Regions from separate parts of the Rattus norvegicus genome. Here region 2 is linked to region 1. A link is a contact called in public Hi-C data. All regions are on one chromosome and are shown on one strand. The core of a region is the stretch at or near the end of the contact, and the rest is flanking DNA. Distances in the headings are between cores, read along the strand shown.

The links. Hi-C and Micro-C count contacts between places; a contact is called where the count stands out from the background.
Region 2: a contact with region 1 is called in a Hi-C map of psoas muscle, with 3 times the contacts expected there. The contact joins two enhancer-like sites. A contact is called at or near these places in 6 of 12 Hi-C or Micro-C datasets (the A7r5 cell line, the Rat2 cell line, hepatocytes and 2 more).

Annotation. Positions count from the first base shown.
Region 1 is chr10:65,256,844-65,259,885 of GRCr8, reverse strand. All of the region lies in intron 1 of Faul2 (FAU ubiquitin like and ribosomal protein S30 fusion like 2), which reads right to left. Among named protein-coding and RNA genes, the nearest start is that of Mir365b, 74 kb to the right of the region's middle. Within about 2 kb of position 1,600, at least 21 of the 93 cell types and tissues checked have an H3K27ac peak or open chromatin away from gene starts, as enhancers often do.
Region 2 is chr10:65,379,489-65,382,861 of GRCr8, reverse strand. No RefSeq gene overlaps it. Among named protein-coding and RNA genes, the nearest start is that of Utp6, 45 kb to the left of the region's middle. Within about 2 kb of position 1,656, at least 10 of the 93 cell types and tissues checked have an H3K27ac peak or open chromatin away from gene starts, as enhancers often do.

The DNA.
Region 1 (3,042 bases), core at 351-2,850:
TCCCGTTAATGGGGAGGATGTGTGTGGCTACCTTGAGGTAGCTGATCACACTGTGTCTGTAGTCAGGAAGCAGGGGACAGAACAAAGGTGTTCAGCTCACTTTTTTATACATCCCAGGACCCTGCCCACAGGACAGTGACACCTACATTTAGGGTGACCTTTCCTGTGTCAATCAATCCAACCTAGAAACTACCACTCAGACATGCCCAGAGGTTTGTCCCCTAGGAGATCCTAGACCCTGTCAATATTAAGTATTAGCACTACTAAGAACCATGGGCCCTATGGGAGAGTCAGGAGTTTGAAACTAACCTCTGCTACATAAGAGGCTTGAGGCCGGCCTGCCTCAAAAACAAACAGAGCCAGGCAGTGGTGGCATGTGTCTCTAATCCAATACTCAAGAGATAGGGGTAGGCAGATCTCTGTGAGTTCAAGACCTGGTTTACAGAGAGAGAGTTCCAGGACAGCCAGGGCTATACAGAGAGACCCTGTCTCTAAAATCCAAAAACTAAACAAAAAAGAGAAGGGGGAAAAAAAAAGGGAAAGAAGTGTGGGCCTCAACTCCTAGAGAATAGGTGACATTTTATAGAATCCCCAAACAAACCAAGAGTTGTATAGTAAGGAAACTGGAGTTATGATAATGTTCCAGAGAATCGGATAAGGAATTATAGCCACTCCGCAGAACGCTGGGTGGCCCTGAGACATCACGCTGTAACAGCAGCAAGCTCCTTCTGCTGTATCCGGAAGAGCAGGACCTGGTGCGTGAACAGGACGAAGGACATGAGGTAGAGGTTAAGCCTAAAAGAAGAGGCTGGAGACCACGGTGGGCGGCTTTCCTCCCCCTGCAAAAGCAGTTTTACATTACTCTCTGCTCTCTCCTCCTGTACTGGGCTTGTATCACTCATATAATGGCAAATTACCTTAAGTATTTCCTTAAACCACATTTGTCTTGTGCTAAGGGAAATGAGATGCCCGGCTGGCTCCACACCCACGGTCAGGCCCACGAATGGGCTGGACGCTGTCCAGAGAAGGGGTTTGGTAACGACCTGAGGTCCCCAAGCCGACTCCCGAGAGACTGTTCTCATAGGCTTGATCAATCACTTCAGAGAATAATGATGGAGTCCACTGAGACTACACAAGGGAAAGGGAATCCAGGGGGCAAAACCAGGAATCCCGGGAAGCCCCAAACGTGCGGGTGCCCAGGAAGGAAACAGTGGCTAGTGGTGAACTGCGTGAGCTTAGATCTGGCAGCCTGCAGAGTCCATGAACCACTTGTCACTGAGAGGGTTTGACAAAGGCGGATGAGGCCCGCTGGGGACAGTAGTGAGCTATAGTGCTGTGAGGCTGGAGTGTAGGGGCTCAGCCTTCCCGTTCCATTCAGTAGGGGATGAGGAAGAAGAAGTGAAATCCATCCTGGCTAATGTTACAGAATCTTGAAAGCAGGTTCAACAACTGGGTTCTGCACTTGCTGTGTGACTTTCAGTAACTTGTTCCACCCCCGCACCCCAGTTCTCTCATATTCTCATCTGTAAAGTAGAATCATCACAGCATGGCTGTAGTTCATAAATGGGATAGTGCGGAAAGGGCTTGGAGGCGGGCCTTCCGCACAGCTGAAGCCTAGGAAACGGGGCGTGGCTTCAAAGCAGCCGGGACTCCAGGGTCCTCCGCTCTATGCCTTGCTCCCCGGTTCACTCAATTCCCCACGCCTCGCCAGTCTCACGTTTGGAATTTGGCATCCATTGGTCAAAAGTCATAGTCTGTATTTGGCTGAACTAATTTTATCCCAGATTACTGCTGACAGAGTCAACATCTCTCCCTCCTCCATGCCCGGGGCTCCTGGGAGGTGTACGTTCTCCAGGCTGCCTGCTCTCTTAGCTCAGTTGCCTTGGCCTCCCTCCCCACGCTGGTGCCCAGAATGTAATAACAAATCCCCATCGCCGGGCGCCCAGGAATTCAGGCCCAGCCTGGGTTGCGCTGTTCACCAGCACATCTGTTTCCAATCAGTATATAAAGCACATTCTTTCTGCTCACAGGCAGGCGTGCAGGCCCTGAGCCTGGGGACCATGCTAATTGATTGCTAAATGATCTTGTCATTTCCAAAAGAGGTCTCTAGGCCTGCCCTTTGCTCTGCCTCTGCTCCCCACGGGGGGTGACAGCGCTAAGAATTAACTCATCAGCTGCCTCTAGCTGCAGAGAATCCCTCAAACTTCTAGTGTGGGAAGGCCCTGGGAGCCTCAGAGAGGGTACTGACTGATAGTCCTTTGTTGAAGACTCGTGGTTCCAAAGACAGTGGCTGCCACATGCACCAGCCACCTCATCCTCCCTGATCATACAAGGCCCAGACTATGCAAAAAAGAGAACAAGGGTTCGGGAGTGTATTGCGTGACTCTAGGTCACACAGAGTTGGTGGCAGAGATGCGGTAGTCAAAAGCTTGGCTCCTGCTAGGTTGAAGTTTGGTCTTTAGCCTGGCCCATTAGTGTCTGACCAGTGTAAGCATCAAGGCAGTGAGGAAGCAGACAGCACAGGATGGCTTTCTAGACATGGGACACACAAGCCATCTGTCTGTCTGCCCTGTCATGCTGAGTGATGAGTTGGGAGTTAACACTGTTCACTTTTAAGAGCTTTCTTTCCTGACAGGAAGACCCTCATGTCCCAGCCTCTTTGCTCCAAGGGTCAGAGGCTCCCTGACACTAGAGAAAAGATATAGCTTCTGTGTTTCCTCTTCTGTCTCCCCAAGTTGAAGTCAGGGGCTGCTGCCTTTCTGTCTTCAGACTGTACTTACAATGGAGTACTCACAATGGGGCCGGAAGGACTGAATGAGTGAATGAGTGAGTGAGTATAAGTGAATGAATGAATGACCCATGCTAACTGTTTCTGGGATCTCGTTCACTGGTTTCTGGATGCTTGAACAGTAAGAACAAGTTCCCTTTACAAAATCTCTGACCTTCTTGTGGTGATCTGAATATGCTTAGCCTAGGGGAGGTAGCACTATTAGGGGGTGTGGCCTTGTTGGAGGAAGGGTGTCACTGCGTAGGCAGACTTTG
Region 2 (3,373 bases), core at 407-2,906, 120 kb before region 1:
CTTGGTGTCTCTGAGGCCAGAAGAAGGTGTCAGAGCCCTCGGAACTGGGGTTACAGATGGCTGTGAGCTACCAGGTCTGTGCTTAGAATGGAACCTGGGTCCTTTGTGAAAGCAGCAAATACTTTTAACTGCTGACCCTACTGGTCCATCCCTGAGAAAGTTTGCTTTAGACAGTATCTTTAACCAAGAATTTTCTCCAGGCATGTGCTAGGGGAGGGAGTACCATGAATCAGGGGTGGTGGTGTGGTGTGGTGGTGTGGTGTGGTGGTGTGGTGTGGTGTGGTGTGGTGGTGTGGTGTTGTGGTGGTGGTGTGTCCTCCATTGATGAGCTACAATCCTTGTTCTGGCTATTTACAATTTATATAGGTAATTTTATATATAACTTTATTAATTTAATAAATTGTGTGTGTGTGTCTTTCTGTCTTTCTGCCTATCAATGGCACATGTATGCAGGTCAGTGGACAATTCTCAGGAGTCCATTATCCTGCCTGTGATTTTATGGGATCCAGGGATTAAATTCAAGCATCAGGCCTGTGTGCAGGCCCCTCTGCCTGTGAGCTGACTTGATGGCCCATTTTGATGCTTTAATACACTCTTGTTTTTGATTTATGCCTTTTTTACTGTTGAGAAGTGTGTTTCTTCCTCCCATTTCTAAGTTTGGTGCCACTTTAGAATGGCAGTCTAGTCACCAGGAAACCTTGGCAGGGTGGTGTTTCCCCAAGCTGCCTGTGTGCCTGGGCCAACCAGGGCCTTTCCTTTCTCAGAGCAACTGGCTGGACTCAGCTAAGCCCTGCTGCAGGAGGGAATCTGAGCCTGTCTCCCTGGGAAGCAAACTCCCTGGCTAAGTAAACATCTTGGTCCTACACTGCCCTTGAGTTCTCAAAGTTTGCATTCTTAGCTCCAGCTTTTGCAGGGTGGTTGGAATAGGGAGAAATAAAAAATGATCCTGGCCATAATCCATTCTAGAGCAGAAGCCCCATCCAAACTCCAGTGATGGATTTGGAGGCATGTGTGCTCAGAGTGCACTAATGTATGCAAGTGTGACAAGCCAAGAAGAACCACAGGGTTGCAGGGTGTAACGGAAAGGCTGGGCTGCCTCCCACTTTGTTGACTTAGCCAGTCTGGCTGCAAAGCCAAGACCTTTGGAGAGAATGGCCTTCCAGGTTCCAGCAGTTTCTATTAAGCTGGTTCTGTTATTTTGGTCCCCCCCCCCTCCCCGGAGCTGAGGACCAAACCCAGGGCCTTGCGCTTGCTAGGCAAGCACTCTACCACTGAGCTAAATCCCCAACCCCTATTAAGCTGGTTCTGGACGACTAGATTCTGCTTTATATTGGTCAGGAGGACAGGATCTGCACTACGGCCACATCTGGCTGTAGGCTCTAAAGGAGACATTTCCTTTTCTTTCACAGGGCTGCCCACTGGTCCTTCTGTTCATGTCAGAGAGAAGCTGTCCCATTCTTGTAATATTGTATCGTGCTTCATTTTCATTTCTTTACATTTTCCCTGATGAGGTAGTTTTGATCTCTGAAGCAATCTGCTCTGACAACCTTTCATTAGCTGCTGAACGAACGTGGCTGATACAAGTGAGAGAACCGTCTGTTTGGCAACTGCAGGCAGGTCCTTGAAGTTTCGCTCAGCTGCTACCGGTGGCTGTATTCCTATCGGCCAGCAGGGGGCGGCAAAGGCACATTGACTCTGCAGTCTCCAGATGGTGGTTCAAGATGACTTTATTCACTGGCTTCTTCCTTGTTGACAAACTATTGAATTCTCAGCGTCAATAGAAACCTAACTATGACAGGCTGTTCATGGGGGTGGAACCCAAGGCTTTGTGAGTGCCAAGCAAACCCTCTGCCAACTGAGTTACATTCCCAGTTCCAGGAAGTAGCGTTTATAATTCCCACTTTATAGAAAGAGAAACTGAGGCTTGGGTGGCGAAACAGCTGGCCAAGGGTCACGCACACAGTGTATAACTCATGTCTGATTCCGAATTCAGGGGCCGTGTGTTTATTTTTTCTAAAGTGGGAAGCATTTTAGATTTGGCAAAAATCTAGGGTGAATTTTATTTCAGATGAAGCAAGGGAATCTGGTGTGGGTTTACTATTCATTAAGTTCAGTCCGTTGCCTTTGAGACAGGATCTCAGTAGCCTGCACTGGCCTTAAGCTTGCTGGTGATCTTAAGCTCCTTCATTAGTTGCCCCTGAGCACCTGCTGCATACTGTAGACACAGGGGCAATGAATGAGGAAGACGAACACACAAGACTTTAAAGGAACTCAGATAGAATACCTCACACGATGCCACAGAGTTGTTGATGTGAACCAAGGGTCTGTGGGGAAAGGAGGAGCTTGGCGGGGGTGGAAGGTCAAGGAGACCTTCCAGGGACCTGGCAGCCTCTAAGTTGAGTCCTTGAGGACTTAGACAAGTGGTGTCGGGGGGTCATCATCTAGGCCATGGGACTTATGTGTTTAAAGACCCCTACATTCGAGGGGCCTTGTGGGATGTCAGGGCAGAAGCAGGGGACCTTGAAGTTAGGCTGACAGCTTGAAGGACTTTAACAGGAATGTGACATGGGTGGTTTCCCTCTCGGGAGAGTCTTGGGAGGAAGCTAAGGCTGCAGACCATAGCTGGAGAGATGATGATCTGAATGAAGGGAACGGCTATAGCAGAAGGAGGAGGTGAGCAGGCTGCAGCTATTTCTAGAAGGAGGAATGGCAGGAGTGGGGACAGGCTGCTAGGGTGAGATCAGGCTAGGGTACCAGGTGAATGATCTCATTTGTAAGAGTACTGTCACAGCCCCATTTCAGGAAGGTGGCACTACAGTGTGCTCACAGAGCATGGCGGCTCCCCAGATTATGCAGCCCTGTACTTGGAGCTTGCGAAGGTCACACCTCTAGCCACCCATGGCCTTCTGTCTCAGTCAGGGTTCCTATTCCCGCACACAGCATCATGACCAAGGAGCAAGTTGGGGAGGAAAGGGTTTACTTAGCTTACACATTCACATTGCTGTTCATCACCAAAGGAAGTCAGGACTGGAACTCACACAGGGCAGGAAGCAGGAGCTGATGCAGAGGCCATGGAGGGATGTTCCTTACTGGCTTGCTTCTCCTGGCTTGTTCAGCCTGCTCTCTTATAGAACCCAAGACCACCAGCCCAGGGATGGCACCACCCACAGTGGGCTGGGCCCTCCCACCCTTGATCACTAGTTGAGAAAATGCCTTACAGTTGGATCTCATGGAGGCATTTCCTCAAGGGAGGCTCCTTTCTCGGTGATAACTCCAGCGTGTGTCAAGCTAACACACAAGCCAGCCGGCACACCTTCCTTCCCCTCATGCTCTCAGCGGATACTCATGGATGGTGTTTTTCTTGCGCATGGCA